Regions from separate parts of the Sus scrofa genome. Here region 2 is linked to region 1. A link is a contact called in public HiChIP or PLAC-seq data. All regions are on one chromosome and are shown on one strand. The core of a region is the stretch at or near the end of the contact, and the rest is flanking DNA. Distances in the headings are between cores, read along the strand shown. Region 1 overlaps TIPARP (TCDD-inducible poly [ADP-ribose] polymerase). Region 2 has its middle 44 kb from the start of LEKR1.

Region 1 (3,355 bases), core at 356-2,855:
AGGCCAGGTATCAAACCCACATCCTCATGGATACTAAGTCAGGTCCATTACCACTGAGCCATAACAGGAACTCCCAGACTGTAATTCCTACTTATAAATCTGTTATGAGAATATGAGCTAATATATTTTAAAAATCACGTTAGGTTCTATGCAAGTTTTTACACTATTATGTTCTGCATTTGTTATTCACTACATCAAAAAAAAGCTCTCCGACTTTTCAGACTGCTGACTCACCTTTTGTATTTCTCCCAAAGAAACTGATTTTGGACTCTCAATATCTGTAAAATTCTATATTTAAACTCAGGCACAGTCTTATGAAAAAGATTATAAATGATTCGATAACTTTTGTCCTCTGCAGAGACAGGCACTTGGATGAAGTCCTGAGATGGATGCATATAAACCCAAGTTTCTGGGTAAAAGTTTGCTGAGGTGACCCCATCTGGGCAGATGATTTGTGATGATGATGTTGCTTCAAGTGGTGGAGGAGCCTGTGTGGGAACACCACCAAGTGTCCTAGAAGGGAGAAAAAGGAACATCCATGTTAAACACTTGGCAGTAAGTACATGTCACATTGTGCTCTTTAGCAGTATCTAATATAATCTGCGTAGCTCAAATGCTTATTTAAAAAAAATTTAGGAGGAGTTCCCATGGTGGCTCAGCCAGTTAAGAACCCAACTAGTCTAGTATCTATAAGGAAATGGGTTTGACCCCTGGACTCGCTCAGTGAGTTAAGGACATGGCATTGCCATGAGCTGTGGTGTAGATCACAGATGTGGCTTGGATTCCCGCACTGCTGTGACTGTGGCAAAGGCTGGCAGCTACAGCTCCAATTCAACCCCTAGCATGGGAGCTTCCAAGCATTGGTGTGGCCCTTAAAAAAAAAATAATAATAATAATAAATAATATATAATAATAAAAAATAAACAATACAGGAAATGCTATCTATTAAAAAATCTTAATAGGTGATCTCTGGACAAGCAGTGTTTATTAACTTCCCCCCTGGCCTTCTCCTTGTGGAGGAAATTCTGAAATGCCCTATTGCAAGGCAAGGAAGTGCCAATTTATAAATATCTTTACTTTTTGAAGACTGGACTCCTCTTTTGCCTACATAGTTAAGCTCTGTTTCAAGGGAGCAATGATAATTTATATGCATTCAGCAAACTGCTGTACTAAGTAAAGACACAATTACTAAAGGCTATGCAGAAGGGGGAGCACAGTGGGCAAGAGGGCACTTACAGGAAGATGACAGAAAATAGGAAAAATAAATACCTTCTGCTCTAGTTTTGTATAAAACCACACAAATCATGGATCAGGCATTAAAAGCTGACATTTGGCATTTCCTTCATTTTAAAATATCACAGATAACGAAGCCCAGATAACAAAACCATCGATACAATTAAAAGTGTACAGCTTTAGATGTGCTTAAGATGGAGCTAATGACTTTAAGCTCAAGGTACCAGAATATCCTTGAACCTTAAAAATTCAGATCTGTTACAAGGATGAGTTTAGACAAGGAGCAGCTTTGATAGTTCTTACTCTTGCCTGATTTAATGATTTAAATCATACTTCTTGGCTATTTGCAAAACAGAGCAAAAGGGAAGAAGCAAAGAGAAAGGAAATCCTGACCCTGAGACCCAGATTCAGGCCCAGGGCACTACAACACCCATCAGCATACAGTGGTCACAAGGAAGCTGTACATCTGCCAAATGGATTAGGAAACCGAAATTTTCAAAAGAGCTTTGTGACACAGAGGTTACAACTGTGGTTGAACATGCATCTAATCTCCAAGAGGATATCTTTACCCTCAGCTCTCTCATTATAGTCACATTATTATACTAAGCACATACTACAGACCAGGCATTTCACACACAGTATCACTTCTTGTTCCAACTACCCTGCAAGATGGTGTGGTTATTCCCACTTTTCCACTGAAAAAAAAACTGCCAGCATAGCTAGCAAAGAACAGAGACAGGATCTGAACCCAGGTGTATCTAGTTTGTGAGCACATACTCTGCATTTCCATATACTTCACAGTTCATATGTACATATATTTTCTTTTTCTAACAAAGTGATGGATGGATACCAGGATTGCAACTCAGGTCTGCCTGACTCTCCCTACCACTGCCTCACTGTCTTCTGACTTTTCAGAGATGGCTTTATAAGAAGCAAAAGCTCTAGAGACAGAGGTACCTTCTCTGCCTCCCACCACCTTCAAGCAGCTGTGGATCTGATTTATTGTGCCTCAAAGCCCATTTGTGAGACATTTCTGGGTGGATCCAGGGCTTGCAGAATCCCCAGATGCTTTTAAGTTCAGGAGCAGATCTAAAGGGGTACTGGCACAACAGTTCTTATCTTCCAGAGCATTCGCACAAAGGCCTGACAGACTCCTCCAGAACCCTCTTTCCTTCACCAGTACTTTTTTTTTTTTTTTTCTTTTTCCTGAAGCAAGGCTCTACTGTTTTAATCAGATTCTGAAAGGTTTCTAACACCTTAAAAAGCCATCACTGTTTGGAAGAATGGCAGGAAACAGACTACGGAAAGCTCCTTATTTTTAGTTATTCCCTCTATCCCTACTCTGCAAAGACAGTAGTAAGTCCTAGCCCACTAGGTTTTCCTGTGTTATTAGGTATTGAAGGAAGAAGATAAAATTCTCCCAACCACCTTGTCCAAAATAGGTTTTAGGCTGTCACAGCCGTACTGAAAATCTGGCACTGACAATAGAAGAAACGCTGCTCCTTTTCTTTCTGCTACCATTCCTACCCATCGATGTTTACTTTTAATATGCCAAACATCCTAATTGGGCTAAAACATAAAAATGCATGTAGACATCTGTCTGATAAACCTCTACACTCTGGTTGTCTGGGGTTAAAAATACATATTCTAAGCATGGTTACAAATGTGGCTTCATTTTCCGAGAATGCTGAGTCTGTCTTCAGCTCATGGGTATTCCAATGACATACTGCAAGCTTCACGTGCTGTCCCAGCCTTCTTTAGAGAGGCAAAGTCAAAGGCTGTGGAGCTTGTACTCAAGTATCGCTGAAGAATGAATCTGCAAAATCCAAGGTCACTGTGTATCATTCTCCTTCCCGCTCCTGGCCATTCTGAAAGTCGTTTCCTAACCTAACTTCAATGAAGTAAAATTCATTTTATCCTTTTTAGGGAGGAGTTAAAGAAATCCTCCCAGGCTTTCTCATGACCATGCGGTGATTGCACAGGACAGATGTCCTCTTCCAAACCTCTAAACCTGACAAGCGTTGGCTTATGCAGCCTCAGCTAAAGCAGCCTAATACTGAAGAATAAGATCCTTTTTATCACCCCTATTAAAAATCAGCAAGAGCATGGGAAAAAAAATTTT
Region 2 (3,349 bases), core at 13-2,512, 76 kb before region 1:
ACAGATGGAAACAAGAAAACCAGTTAAGAATAGTTGAGATAAGTGATTAGTAGCTTAACATTGGCAGAAAGGAAGTAAAGTGGATGGTTTTGAGACATTTTAGAAGCAGAACCTTCAAACTTGCTGAAGAATTAGATGTGGAGGTGAGGGGAAAAGTAGGAAACCAGGAAATAGGTTATGGTTTGAACAACAGAATGGTTGACAGTATCATGGGATAGAGAACTGAATTTAGAGGGAAGGGGAGGAATAAGTTTGAGGTGAAGGTAGGAACTGAGAATTCTTTGCAGCTGCGTTACACGGGAAGTTGCCATTGGACATCTGACTGGAGATGTGAAGACTGGGGAGATAAAGGTAGGTGCTGTTGCTTTGTAAAAGATAATGTAGAGCTTTGGAAGGAGAGAAAAGTAGGAAGTGAAGGACCTGGCTGTGAAGCACCCTAACATTAGAGGTTCAGGACAGTGTGTCAAGGAAATAGGTGTAGTGCTTAACATAGTGTCAATGGGGGCTAAACACTGGGCCTGAAATGCATTAGAGAAGGAATCAGAGGTGATATAAACATGCTGAAAGCTGCAGCATTGTGGTATTTTAACTTTTTCTGCTGTGGTGAAAATGAAGATGAAAATCATTTCATCTGAGTTAGCAAATATCATGGAAAATTAAATGTAGATTTTTATTCCATGCGGGTATTTATAACACGTGACTGTCTCCGCATCACTGCCACCCTCGTAAGCAGTTCTTCAGGAGCTGTGATTTGTTTCAGCATGGGGGTGCTCTATGTCCTGGGATGAGTTTGGGGGAATATACAGCATGCTTGTGTTTATTCAGGATTTGGAGAATCCCGTTTGGTAATACCAAGTCATTTCCCCAAAACTTCTAGAAGTTAAAGATGGGATAGGCATCTCTCATATAAGTGTAAAAATTTCTGGATTAGTTCTGCAGAGGTGATGGTCCAGTCTAGTCAGTTCTTAGGAACCAAGTCCTTGGAAGTCTTCCACAGGGACTGCTCTCATGTGACATAGGTGAGTCACTCCAACACCAACCAAGACAGAGTCCTGTGGCCCAGGAAGTGACCATGGGCCCTGGAGCCAGGCCCATCTGAATTCAAATCCCAGCTCTGCCACTTTCTGGCTTTGTCTTCTGAGACAAGTTACCCAAGTTCTCCAAGTCTCTTTTTCCTCTTCTGTAAATGATGACAGTGCCTCACAAGCTTGTTATGAACTTTAATGAGATACCATGTGCTGAGTGACTAACCCTGTGCCCTGATGAGTCATTATGAGATGCTCAATAAATCTTGCTCTGTTTTCTCACTTTGCCCAGTAACACTCTAACCCACTAAAGCCCCAGGTAATTCTGATTCTGGCCCCATTCACCACATGACTTTTTGAATGTAAAAATTAAAACTAAAATGTTATACTTAGAGGTCATTTCCTGAATCAGTGATCCTTTTTGTGAGCTGGCAGAGAAAAAATTGCTTAGGCAACTTCTGCTATTTCAGTATGAGAAAGATTCTCAGCCAGTGAGCAGCACTCTTTCTCAGTCTGGTTAATTTCCTCAACATGGTTATGGTGCTTGTAACTTCCTATTTAAATTCTAGAATTTGACTCTAGTATCTAAACTCAGTAAGAACAAAGAAACTTCCCATCAGCTGCCTGCCAGATTTCCCTACTGTACACCGTTCAGTAAATTTGTCACAGAACCATTGCCATTTTTCCCCCATTTAATTTTTTAATTCAACCAGTTTGTATGGAGGCCCTGCTAGATGCCCAACCCAGAGTAGACACCGGAGTGATCATGAGCAAGATGGACACAGTCCCTGCACACACTCTTGCACAGACCAGAGCTAGCCAACCCCTTCCACTGGTAGAGAAGTGGCTTTCCTTCCCTTCTCCATTCCAAGAGGTCTTTTATGTAGATGAAAATGCATCTTATTTAAAATTCCTGGAATTGTTTGGAAATATGAACTGAAGTTTATTGCCGTCTTTTCTCTGCTTTCCCTTTAATTGAGGAGTAGGCTATTTCCTTTGTGTGTGTGTGTCAATAAATCTGACAACTTAAAAGAAATGAACAAATTCCTTAAAGGACACAATCAGCATTGTTCAAGAAGAAGTAGAAAACCTGCTTAGCCTCATATCTTTCAAAGAAAATGAATTCCTAATGCCCATTTAAAATACTGAAGTTAGGCCCTGATTTGGGCCTAACCCTAGACCTGAATAGCTTTATGGGTAAATTTTTTTTTTTTTTCTGGTCTTTTTAGGGCCACACCCACGACATATGGTGATTCCCAGACTAAGTGTCAGATTGGAACTGTAGCTGCTGGCCTACACCACAGCCACAGCGATGCCAGATCCGAAGTGAGTCTGTGACCTACACCACAGCTCACAGCAACACTGGCTCCTTAACCCACTGAGCGAGGCCAGGGATGGAACCTGCGTCCTCATTGATGCTAGTCAGATTCGTTTCTGCTGAGCCACGATGGGAACTCCATGTGTGTATTTTTAATTGTAAAAGTAACACATGCTTGCTTTAAAACGTGTTAATCTTCTCTAAAATGGGATACTTCTCACTATCAGAAGAGAAGCTATTAACTGCTAGAATTTAGTGTCCACACTTCCCAGACATTTTTTTTCTAAGCAGATACAAATGCACATCTGTGCATACCCACCCCCATGTCCCATACACACACAATGCTTTGCTTGTTTTGTTTGTGCAAAGACAGTATCATACCATTCTGTAATTTGATTTTTTTTCCACTTAGCAATATGTCATGGTCATTAGCATTTCAGCACATAAATCTGCATACATTTTTGGTGTAGTCATAGAATCAGTCAGTCATACATAGTTGGTTTTTTTTTAACCATTCTATGGATAGAACTTTAAGTTGTTTCCAGTTTACTGCTATTAGAGACAATTATTTAGCAAATGTTCTTGTGTATTTTCACATTTGTGTGTGCCTCTCTGTAGACTAGAATCCTCTAGGTGGAATTGCTAGGTCAAAGGGGTTGTGCATTGGAGTTCCTGCTGTGGTGCATCAGGTTAAGGATTTGGCATTGTCTCTGTAGTAGCTCGAGTCACTGCTGAGGTGTAGGTTTGATCCCTGGCCTTGGAACTTTCATATATTGCAGGTGCAGCCAAAAAAGGGGGGGGGGATTGTGCATTTTAAACCTTGATAATGTGAAATTGCCTCCAAGAAAGATGACACCCATAGTAGTTTCCTGTCAACACCATATGAGAATACTCACTTCCTCTCTCTCTGCTACTTGAGTACTATCAGTCTTAAGTCTGCCAGTCTAATAGGAAAAAATGGAATTCATTTTAGTTTGCAGACTTCTGGTTTCCACTCTGATGTGTA

Evidence for each region. HiChIP or PLAC-seq counts read pairs in DNA pulled down with a chosen protein or histone mark.
Region 2: a contact with region 1 is called in an H3K27ac HiChIP or PLAC-seq map of alveolar macrophages. The contact joins two enhancer-like sites. A contact is called at or near these places in 4 of 47 Hi-C or Micro-C datasets (embryonic fibroblasts, epiblast stem cells, fetal skeletal muscle and 1 more) and 1 of 2 datasets of contacts at active chromatin or transcription factors (alveolar macrophages).

Annotation. Positions count from the first base shown.
Region 1 is chr13:96,518,786-96,522,140 of Sscrofa11.1, reverse strand. TIPARP (TCDD-inducible poly [ADP-ribose] polymerase) reads right to left here. Exons shown (of 6, transcript XM_005669945.3): 5 at 235-513. Among named protein-coding and RNA genes, the nearest start is that of TIPARP, 24 kb to the right of the region's middle. Within about 2 kb of position 1,605, at least 7 of the 83 cell types and tissues checked have an H3K27ac peak or open chromatin away from gene starts, as enhancers often do. A contact at or near this core is called in alveolar macrophages and embryonic fibroblasts, where this site is marked.
Region 2 is chr13:96,594,949-96,598,297 of Sscrofa11.1, reverse strand. No RefSeq gene overlaps it. Among named protein-coding and RNA genes, the nearest start is that of LEKR1, 44 kb to the left of the region's middle. Within about 2 kb of position 1,262, at least 16 of the 83 cell types and tissues checked have an H3K27ac peak or open chromatin away from gene starts, as enhancers often do. A contact at or near this core is called in alveolar macrophages and embryonic fibroblasts, where this site is marked.